Linked DNA regions of Ovis aries: region 2 is linked to region 1. A link is a contact called in public Hi-C data. All regions are on one chromosome and are shown on one strand. Each heading gives the region's core, a stretch centred on a gene start, on an enhancer-like site or on the middle of the called end of the contact. The rest is flanking DNA. Distances are from core to core; before and after follow the strand shown. Region 1 has its middle 100 kb from the start of OXGR1. Region 2 overlaps MBNL2 (muscleblind like splicing regulator 2).

Region 1 (5,172 bases), core at 2,517-5,016:
GTCACGTGGATGACATTTATTTATTATCTGCTCCAACCCTGCTACGGCACCGGTACCTTTAGTCACAATAGCCATCCGTGCTCAGCGCTCTATATTTAGCAACTCTCTCAGAAAGATCTGAGTCTGCATTTAGCCCTAAATAGCTACAAATAAGGGAGTAATAGCAAGAGCCCTTCGAAAGCTTTTGTAGGAGGTGTTGTGCCTGGGGTGGTCTGACATCCCCGGAGCTACAGGTGTGCAGAACAGCTATAGGCAAATGCAGGTGGGAACTGATTACAGAAACCGAGCTGTGTACTGGGAAGTGCATCCCTCCACCCTTCTCTGAGACAGGTTGTAAGGAAACACTGCAGCGTGTTTGTCTGTCTGCCCAGCCCTATTTAGTGAAAAATGATTGCTCTTTGCTTCTTGTTACCATGCTCAGATGATACTATGGCAACCAGGCTGCATAAAAGGGTGGGAGGGGGGAGGAGGTAGAGGCTGCTTAGCAACTTGAAGATTTTTAAAAGGCAAGTACTCATTTTAACAGCAACAGTTTTTAAAATGCCAGTTTCGAGGCGAGGAAAGAGAAGAACATTAGAGAAAGCAAATGGGAATAAAACAGGAGAGGAGTTAAACAACAACAACAAAAAAATATGAAAAGAGAGAGAGAGACATTTCCGTGACACTTCTCAGAGCTCTTGCATGTGCATCCTTATGGAAATCCTCTGAGCTTAGCAGGGTCTCTGTTCGCTGATGGGGAAACTGAGGCTCCCAGGGTGAGGGATGTCCCAGGGCTCAGCTGGTTCATTAGGGGCTAGCCTGGAACTAAGATCCGGACAAGGCTGATTTCAAATCGCACATTGTTTATCACACCAGGTTTAAAAAAAAAGATTCAGACAATCTGAGAAGAGGAATAAAAAATACAACTCCATGAAACTGTCAACAACGTGAAAAGAGACAAGCATCTGTTTTTTCAGGTAGAACGCCACAAAAAGAACAAAAATACACTTAAATATATGGACAGAATTTGGTGCAACTGAGGTGCCATTGGCTCATTTACTTGCCTATTTAGGGCACAAAGTGGCGACCAGCAGACGGTGTTGAGCTGAATGCACTGGAGGTTGCTTGCTTCTGGAAACCAGAGCATCTGGAGAGATTCATGGACATTGCAAGGATTCAAGTTAGTGAGGGTGGAGAGGAAGGGAAGGGAGGAGGGAAGAGTTGCTCTGACTTTGGAACAGATTGTCCAAGGGGAAAAACAGGCCTGGAAATAGATGGCCACACAGTTTGGCCCAGGACCACATAACCAGAGAGGGTTCAAGCACCTACTCCAGCCTCACTGACCACCGTTAACAGTTCACAGCTCCTCTGCCACTCCAGCCCTCCACCCTGGGAAACACTAGATGGTTAAAAAACCAAACAGGCCTCCAGTATGGCATGATGGCAGTGTTCAGCTTGATCACAGCCCCCAGTAACAGGTGACCAGAACAACAATGAGAAAATAACCTGTCCGGCTCACAAGCGATCTCTGAAGCAGAGCCTGCTTCAGTGTGGTGGGATGCATTTCTGTATAGTGTGTCCTTTCCTAAATATCCCAGGGTTTAGAGGTGCCACTCAAGACCGAAGGGCTGAATCAGAACCGCGCTGGTGGGAGCTTTGCCCTGTTTGGAGTGTTCTGTGGAATATGTAGATGGGAGGGTGGGGGTGAAGGTTGAAAAGAGCTGCTGGCTGACTTTCCTGCTTGTCAGCCATTCGTCCATGAGCATTTCTTTTTCTTTTTTTTTTTTTTAATATTGAACTACAGTTGCTTTACAGTGTTATATTAGTTTCTACGGTGCAGCTGAGTTGGGCAGTCACACAAATACATGTATCCTCTCTCAGTTTCCTTCACATTTAGGTCAAGAGCATTGAGTGGAGTTCCCTGTGCTCTACAGCATTTCTCCCTAGTTATCTATTTGTTCTCCCCGGTTATCTATTTCATACGTAGCATCATCAGTGTCAATATGTCCTGGACATGAGCATTTCTGGAGGAATGCCATGTGCCGGGTCCCAGTGAGCTTCCCACGCTGGTTCTCTTCACTCTCACCCTGCGAGGAGAGGACCCACAGCTCCGAGGGCCTCAGGCCTCCCAGAAGAGGCCACCGTTTCCCTTCTCCTTAATAACACGGTGCTGATGAGACAAGTGCTGTTTTGGGCTCCAGCGGTCACAACCCATCTCCGTGATGGCTCTTCTTGGCATTGCTTTCACTTGCTCTTAATTGAATTGAATTGCAGAGGCATTAAGAAACAGTAAACAGACTTCTTTCCCCTGTCCTCTTGGTACCCCCAAGGGTCTAGGTGACTCAGAAGGCTCCTAACCAACCCGATGCCACTGACGTTGGGTTTCTAGAGCCAGGAGTTTGAAGGACGTGGGACTGGATGGGTGGGGCTGTCTTCCTCATGACACAGTAAAAATGCAACGAGTCAACTTCTGGCTTAGTTCTAATTTTGCCATTGGCTCCACCTTCCAGCTCTTCAACACCTCTGTCCCCCCGTGGAATTTCTTACGAGCCCCAAACAGACTTCCCTGAATCCTTTCCTACTGTCCATTAATTCTTCCCGAGTCTTCAGTCCCCCACAGGGAAATACACTTCCCATCCTGGGCACTGCAAATGGTGACAAGTTACAATGGACATTTTATAGCATTTTCAATATACAAAATACAATTTTCAGATATACAAATCATTTTCAAATGCCATTACCTCATTTATAGAAAAAACAGCTATAATTGTTTACATACCAACATCCCCAGTTTATAGATAATGAGAATCAGAGAGAAGTGCTTTAGCGGGTCTCCTCCAAAGTCAATTCAGCTGCGAGACTACTAGAAAGCTAGTAAGGTTGGGACAAAGTCCAACTCCCAACTCCCTGCTCCTTAAGGATTTGGAAAACTCCTTCTCCTGTGGCTTACGTTAATTAAACCTAAACCTGCCTTTTAGAGCAAAGCAAAACAAATATGCTCTCTCTTTCAAATATTGGCCCTCCAAATATTTGAAGGCAGCGACTGGCTGCCCTCCAGGGCCTCGTTTCTCACGTTGGAAAGTGCAGGAAATTCACCCCAGGGAGTTTGCAAACCTGTCGGTTCTGATTCGGTGGTTTTGGGGTGTGGCCTGAGATTCTGGTTCCTAACAAGCCCTACCTCCTCCCAGATCAGTTGCTCAGAGCAGGGGGGGGGCGGGGGGGAAACCATATAAAATTAAGAAAAACACTTTTCATATTCCTGTTTCCTCTTCCCCTGCATTTATAAAAGCTCCCAGCTCACATAGGGCACTTCATAAATGTCCAATGTGTTTGGACAGAAGGGAGGCAGACTCAGTGACATCAAATACCTTCCCCTTCTTCATCCCAGCCCCATCCTTGGTTTAGAAAAAGCCTTCGCTTCTTACCCGTTACTCAACTCATCCGATTAACAGTTATCCTTTCTAAATCGGGAATAACTGTAAAAATGACTATTAGGTGCCTGGTGTACAAGGAAGACGTCTAATAAATCTCAGTGATCACCCCGCAAACAAAACCGAACCAAAGAAAGCAGAGACTTAAACAAGAATTGCCAAAACACTGTGTCCTCGCTGGAATAAGACAGGAAAAAATGCTCCACTGGAAAGAACACGCTGCAAGGAGCGCTCGGTCGACCTCCCCCCAAGGGAAACGGCGCGGCTAGCGGGGCGCCGACCAGGCTGCGGGGGCGCCCGGCCCGAGCTCTGCTGCCCTCTGCTGGCCAGACGCCCGCCCACGAGTCTCGTCGCATCGCCGCGGCTCCCAGGGGACCTGTATCCTCAGCTAGTAGGTTATGCAACACCGGACTGCAACGAGAGCACGTGTGAGAAAAGGAAACCACTGACCTCTTGGCGCTTCGATTAAATACAAAAGATAAGAGAAGCGGAGGGCGAGAAAAGAGCAAGTGCCTTCTCAACATAGAAGGGACCGAGCAAGGATGTACTCAAATGCACTCTGAGCAGGAGCTCTTAGAAGCAGGGGGACCACTCCTGTTTCGAATATGAAGAACCTGAAGCTGGGGGAAGATTGGGGATTGACGTTAGTGAGGGAAGTATCACTAGGGAGAGATCCAGCCAAGTTTGGAAGGGGGGCCCTTTCTGACTTCCAAATACCAGGTTTCTATACCTGGCTCTTTTATTCCTTAGCTAAGGGGCTGGACCAGATACTTGGTCATGTTGGGTCTTGATGTTCTTCATTTTTCAGATGAGGGACTGACTGAGGTGGGCTCTGTGGTGCCTTTCAGTTCTCACATTCTGAGTACAACACCCTGAGAAGACCATAATTCAAACAGGCACATGTACCCCAATGTTCACTATTTATAATAGTCAGGTCATGGAAGCAACCTAGGTGTCCATCAACAGATGAATGGATAGGGAAGATGGGGTACATGTATCTGCTCTTCTTAAGCAGGAGTAGACTATGGGATCATCTTCCCCAGGGGGACTCTGCATTTCTCATCAAACAAAGCTACGGGGGACTAGCTTCCACACCCACCTAGTAGCACCAGCATACTGGACCCCCTGACATATTCTTCAATTAGTCAGGTAAGTCATTCAGTCGTGTCCGACTTTGCGACCCCATGGACTGCAGCACACCAGGTTTCCCTGTCCATCACCAACTCCCAGAGCTTGCTCAAAGTCATGTCCTTTGAGTTGGTGATGCCATTCAACCATCTCATCCTTTTAAGTCCCCTTTCTCTCTCTTCCTTCAATCTTTCCCAGCATCAGGGTCTTATCCAATGAGTCAGTTCTTTGCATCCAAAGGATTGGAGTTTCAGCTTCAGCATTAGTCCTTCCAATGAATATTCAGGACTGATTTCCTTTGGGATTGACTGGTTTGATCTCCTTGCAGTCATATTCTTCAGAGGCTACCAAATTATTTCAAAGCTGTGTTTTTGAAACAAGCCTTCAAGTTTTAAATGTTGATCACTGGTGAAATTTCCCAGTCAATCTCGCCCATTCAAAATACACGGTTAATGTTGCTGAGAAATGAACACTACAAACTGAGCAGGTTCATCCATGCCTGTCAGGCTCCAGGAGACATGAACATTTTTATATTTTTTGGCACAAGTCCCTGAGGTCCCACTTAATGAGCTGGTGGAAACTTTAAATTATTTTAATCTGCTTTATTGAGGTAAGATCAACATATAAAAAGTTG
Region 2 (5,230 bases), core at 1,863-4,362, 250 kb before region 1:
CTCTCTTTCTACCACTCACTTGGGTTTCTTTACTAGATGCAAATATCTTGTCTTTTCAAGGAAACACACAGCTCCTGGAGTGGACATATAAATATCTTGCATGTCTCACGCTTTGAGGAACACGTGTGGAATGTATTTTAAAAACTGTATGGGTGAATAATCACGTTATAATGTGCCTTTGTAGTACCCAGATGTTCTGTTTTAGAGGATATTATGTGACTGCAGCCATATGTTTACCTATATTGAAAGACCTTCAGGATTAGAGCAGACCTCAGAGATCCCCAAGGCCAGTGAACTTTGGGAGCTTCCTTAGGCACCTACGCAGAGAACCAGATTCTCTTTAATTGAGCTCCTACTATGTGCCAGATACTGAGCATCCATTCCAGCTGGCCTCACCAACATTTCTGATCCTCTGTCCCCTCCCCGAGCCTTCTCTATAGTGTGTGTGCATGTAGCCAGGCGTTTCATTTTCTGGATCAAGGAGCAAGCCAACTTCAAGGCAAGTGAACCAACTGCCCGGCCTTAGAGGTAAAGACCAAACCTGAGGAGTCAAGAATCGTGGACGACAGTAACCAGAGCTGCCACTTCAATGCAGAAGAAAGGGATATGGACAAGTAGGATGGAATTCAAAGTTCCTGAACATGTTTTCATGACTAGCTGATGGCAGCTGCTCTTGTTTCTTTTTACAAAATAAGTATCTTCTGGTGCAGCCCAATTTTGGTGCGTGTGTGTGAAGAAAGACTGTTGTCTTGAAGACCAGATACCCTTTGTGTTAAAATTACCAGAGAGAAGCTCTGATTTATTTTCACATTTGAAAAATTCTGGTGGGGATGATGCCCATGTTTTAAGAGCTATTGTACAAGTATAAGGCTGTAAAGGAAAGAGATGCCTCTTTCTCTGGACTCAAAGTTTGAATTCATTTTCAGGGTCCAATTAATCAAAAGAAGCAGAAATTCCTGGATAACAATAAAAACTACACTACAGTAATTCTTGGAGCTCAGGCATGAAACCCAGGTGAATGGGATACTAACATCTTCTGGCTGCAATCATCACACCCATTCATTCTCTTAAAGAAATAAAACAATCGTTTTTCCTTCATGGTGCTGAGTAATCTTGTTACTAGAGTAAGAAGACTTTGACTTCATCGAACTGCAACTGGTTTCAAATGAGCCTCTCACTTTCAAAAGACACTGTAGATTCAGTAACTTTCATGTCATCGTCAGAAAGAACCTGATGCTTTTGTTCTGAAACTACATTCCTTTGGGTTGTCTTTGAGGATGCTGCAAGACCACCTGAAATATCAGAACTCCAAATCCAGCACAGTGTAACAATGGAGGAAACTATGGCAACTAAACACGCTGACATCCACTCTAACAACCTTTGTGCATTTTGATGAGAAGGATTTGCAACTGCACCGAAGAAGGGCACGTAGACTCACAATTTAAAGAAATCGGGCTGTGTGTATACATGTAATGGCCATTTCTTCTCTTATCTCCATCAACCCAGGTCATCTACCATTGACTTATTCTAGGTACACTGCTCCTTCAATGATTCAAGAACTTATTGATTATGTAGATGTTAGGACTGCTACTTCTAAGTAGTGTGTCTTGGGTTAGTCGCTCTCTTGTATCTGACTCTTTGCAACCCCACAGACTGTAGTCAGCCAGGCTCCTGTGTCTATGGAATTCTCCAGGCAAGAATATTGGGGTGGCTTACCATTCCCTTCTCCAGGGGATCTTCCCCACCCAGGGATCAAACCCAGATCTCCTGCTTTGCAGGCAGATTCTTTACCCCCTGAGCCACCAGGGAAATCCACTTCTAGGTAACAGGCAGATAAATCAAGGCTCAGATAACTCAGATAAATTCAGGGCTCAGCGCCAAAGGTTACTATTAGTACCAGTGGTTTGTTGTATTTAACAGGTATCTAAGGAATAAGGACTGATTTTTTTCGTAGTTCCATAGCTAGACCCCGTGATGCATTTCCATCACGTCATGGAGGACCGTTATCCCTGTCACTTACTAAACTCCAAGCTCCCGAGGACGAGGAAAACTGCCTAATTTATTTATTCCATCCAGCAAGTGCCCGATGAGCGCCAGGTCTCATGGATTATCCAGTGTCTATCACACATTAAAACACACTGACGTCAAGCCAGAGATCTCACACCACAACAGATTAATTACAATCCAGTGCGGGTGGTGCTCAATTTTTGTAACACAACGGACTCACGAGGAGCTGGAAAAGAAAAGGCGCATGCCCAGGCCACACCCAAACCAATTAAATAAGAAACTTGGGGGAAGTGACTGCCCTTAGAAACTTTCACGTGCCCTCAGGTAATCCCAGACTACAGAAGCCTGGCTAGTGCAGTCCACGGGGTTGCAAAGAGTCGGACTTGATTTAGCGACCAAACAACAACAACGTGTTCTAGGCAGGTGCTTCTCAAACGTTACTGTGTATACAATCCACCTGGGGATGTTGGGAAATTTAAATCCTGATCCCAAAGGTCTGGGCGGGGGGGGGGGGGGGGGAGAAGTGGGGCTGAGTCGAGCTGTAACAGGCTCCCGAGGGTGCTGGGGAGGCCTGTGTCTTTAACGCAGGGGACTTGGGGCTACCTTCCAGGCCTTTTATTATTATTCTTATTTTTCAAAACACCATCCATACAGCTCCATCTTCATCTGTTTCATGACTTTATGTTCTGCATAAATTTTCTTTCAGGGAGAGAGGGAGTTTGCAGCATGGCCTTTGTAATAAGTAACAAGAAGTGGGGAGCAAAAAAATGGGGGCAGTGGCTCCCGGCCCGGGTGCATCCTCCGCCCGGTTCTCCTCTCTCCCCGGCTCCAGGCCGCCTCCCTGGTCCTTCCAGCCCGGTCCCGCCCGCGTCCGCGCTCCGAGAGGCGCTCTGGGCTTGGGGAGGGGCCCTCGCACCCGCCCCTGGCTTCCCTGCGCCCGCCTGAGGGATTTACTTATTGTGCTGCGAAGGGAAGGAGGGAGGAACGGAACAAAACGAAAACGAAACGGGCGGGGCGGGGGAACCACGACAGGACGGAGGCAGCGGAGCAGCGGGAGCGCCAGCCGGCCCCACTCCCGGCGGCGAGGCGCGCGTGCGCGTGCCCGCGCGGAAGGCGCGGCTCCGGGCGCGCGGGCTTCGGGGAAGGTGCGCGGCGCGCGCGCCCCACTTACCATGACTGTGGCCGCGGCCGCGGCTGCCTGGGCGGCCACCGCGGCCTGGTTGGCTTGGTGCTGCGCAGCTTTGATTTTGGCCTGCAAGTGTGCAGGAGGGTGAAAATATTTGCATTTCTCCCTCATGCAACGCCCCTTTATGTAATCCATACAAACGGTTACGGTGTTGTCGTTTGTGTCGACCATGGTGCTGTCGGCGGGGTGTGCAAAGCGGCAGTCGGTCTCTCCCCGGGCACAGTTTCCTCGCTGGAACTCCCTGCAGACCTAGGACACGGGGCGGGGGGGGGAGAAGAGCATACGATGCAGTAAAAAAAAAAAAAAAAGAAGAAGAAGATGCTTTCCCTTTCTTTGCATGCTGGCTTTTTTGCCGTTTACAATCAACCCAAGTCACTGGAATCCCGGGCAAACTATGATCACTTCAGTTTTGCTTCGCCCTGTTTGCTGGGGTGAGAATCTGTATTGAGCTAGGAAGTAAAAATCTACACTTTAGCTAAGATAACAAAAATCAACAAGGCCCCCATTGTTCTTGGGTTTTATTTATTTATATTTATTTGTTGACTTTTATAGAGAAGGGAAGGAAGGAAAGAAAATATGTTATATATATACTAATTCAGAGATTTTATATATATACACACACATATATATGTATAAAATCTGGTCTTCTGTATATAACTACGTCTCCTTCTACCATGACAACTCTGGGAAGTCGTGGGGTTTTTTGCATGGAGGGATTATTTCACCAAGGATCCAGCTACAATATCATAGCGGCACAATTCCAAAAAGAATTAAGCAGAAGTGACCAACTTGTTTCTTCTCCCTGAGGACAGGAAGTGGGGGGCAGGGTGAGTGTGAATACTCCCGTTTTCCCCTAAATCTCTCCTGCTCTACAAGATAAAGTGGGCTTCTAATCATAGATTAGAACAACTATGATACCCAAGACACCAAAACTTTCATTTAAATCACAATATTATTTTTTACAATAAAGAAAAGATAAAAAGGAGAGAAATATGGGAAGAGATAAAGCAGGGGCCTGGGGGAAGGAAGTAGGATAGATTTTGGAGTGTTGATGTATTGTTTCTTTTTCTTATTCTTCAGTCCTTAATTATCCTGAAATCTCTAGTAACTAAAATGCTCCATCCTCTGAGAATTCCCATGGATCAAGAGTTAACTGTATAAAGAAAATTTTCCTTGGAATTTAAAGAGTATTCTTAATCTTGCCCTAAATATCAATAATATGAAATAACACAAATAAGAAGCATATAACAGTTATAAATATCTGTATCAGAGAAAAATTATTAGTGAAATGGTAATTTCTTTTCTTAGGCTCTACATCCAGTGTTGATGTGCTTAAGTGGCGGTTCACATCTTGATCACTAGTGACTTATAGGAAGGGTCACTGGCATGACACTGGGAACCTTGTGACAGTCTTAGGTACTTGGGAAATACAGTTTCGCTGATCAGTGGCCAGGCAAGTTTGAAGGCCAAGCAGATACATCACAAAATTATTAATTGCTTCCTTCTACTTTGTATATTGTCCAACATTCCATCGTTAGCTCATAAAACGTACAAAAGAAAAATTACTAAGCTGTACCCACAGATTGTGAGTAAGCCTCCCCTTATAAGTGGAATGACTCGAGGTTGAGACGGCGTTGGGTGTTGAGCATTTACCTAGGGGCTCTGTGTGCCACTGACTTCATTCCTGCTTTGAAATAAATTGCAAGCTGCTTTGCTAAAGTCTCCGTGAATCATTTTTACATATGTCTTTGTCTGCCAATCCTGTTGGGAAGGACAACTTGTTCCCAACTCGACTGATTTAATTTGTTTTCTAAACCACACAGTCACGTACTGAACACAAAAGCTTCACGGGTCCACCAGGTGGCGCCCCAAACACTTTTCCAGTCCCGTAAAAGGTCTGTTCAATATTCACAGGGGTAGGCTGGATCAAAACTGTAGCGATGGGAGGTTATAGTCTTTTCATTTGGGGATCCACATACTTCAGAAGGAAGCTGGTATTAGGCAACATTTTATCACTTTCAAGATGTATAGAGTAAA

The links. A called contact is a pair of places that touch in the nucleus more often than the background predicts.
Region 2: a Hi-C map of liver shows a contact between it and region 1, with 6 times the contacts expected there. The contact joins two enhancer-like sites. A contact is called at or near these places in 14 of 16 Hi-C or Micro-C datasets (blood, hypothalamus, liver and 7 more).

Annotation. Positions count from the first base shown.
Region 1 is chr10:73,625,330-73,630,501 of ARS-UI_Ramb_v3.0, reverse strand. No RefSeq gene overlaps it. Among named protein-coding and RNA genes, the nearest start is that of OXGR1, 100 kb to the right of the region's middle. Within about 2 kb of position 3,766, at least 6 of the 54 cell types and tissues checked have an H3K27ac peak or open chromatin away from gene starts, as enhancers often do. A contact at or near this core is called in liver, where this site is marked.
Region 2 is chr10:73,877,578-73,882,807 of ARS-UI_Ramb_v3.0, reverse strand. MBNL2 (muscleblind like splicing regulator 2) reads right to left here. Exons shown (of 8, transcript XM_060394207.1): 5 at 3,179-3,442. Among named protein-coding and RNA genes, the nearest start is that of RAP2A, 97 kb to the left of the region's middle. Within about 2 kb of position 3,112, at least 33 of the 54 cell types and tissues checked have an H3K27ac peak or open chromatin away from gene starts, as enhancers often do. A contact at or near this core is called in liver, where this site is marked.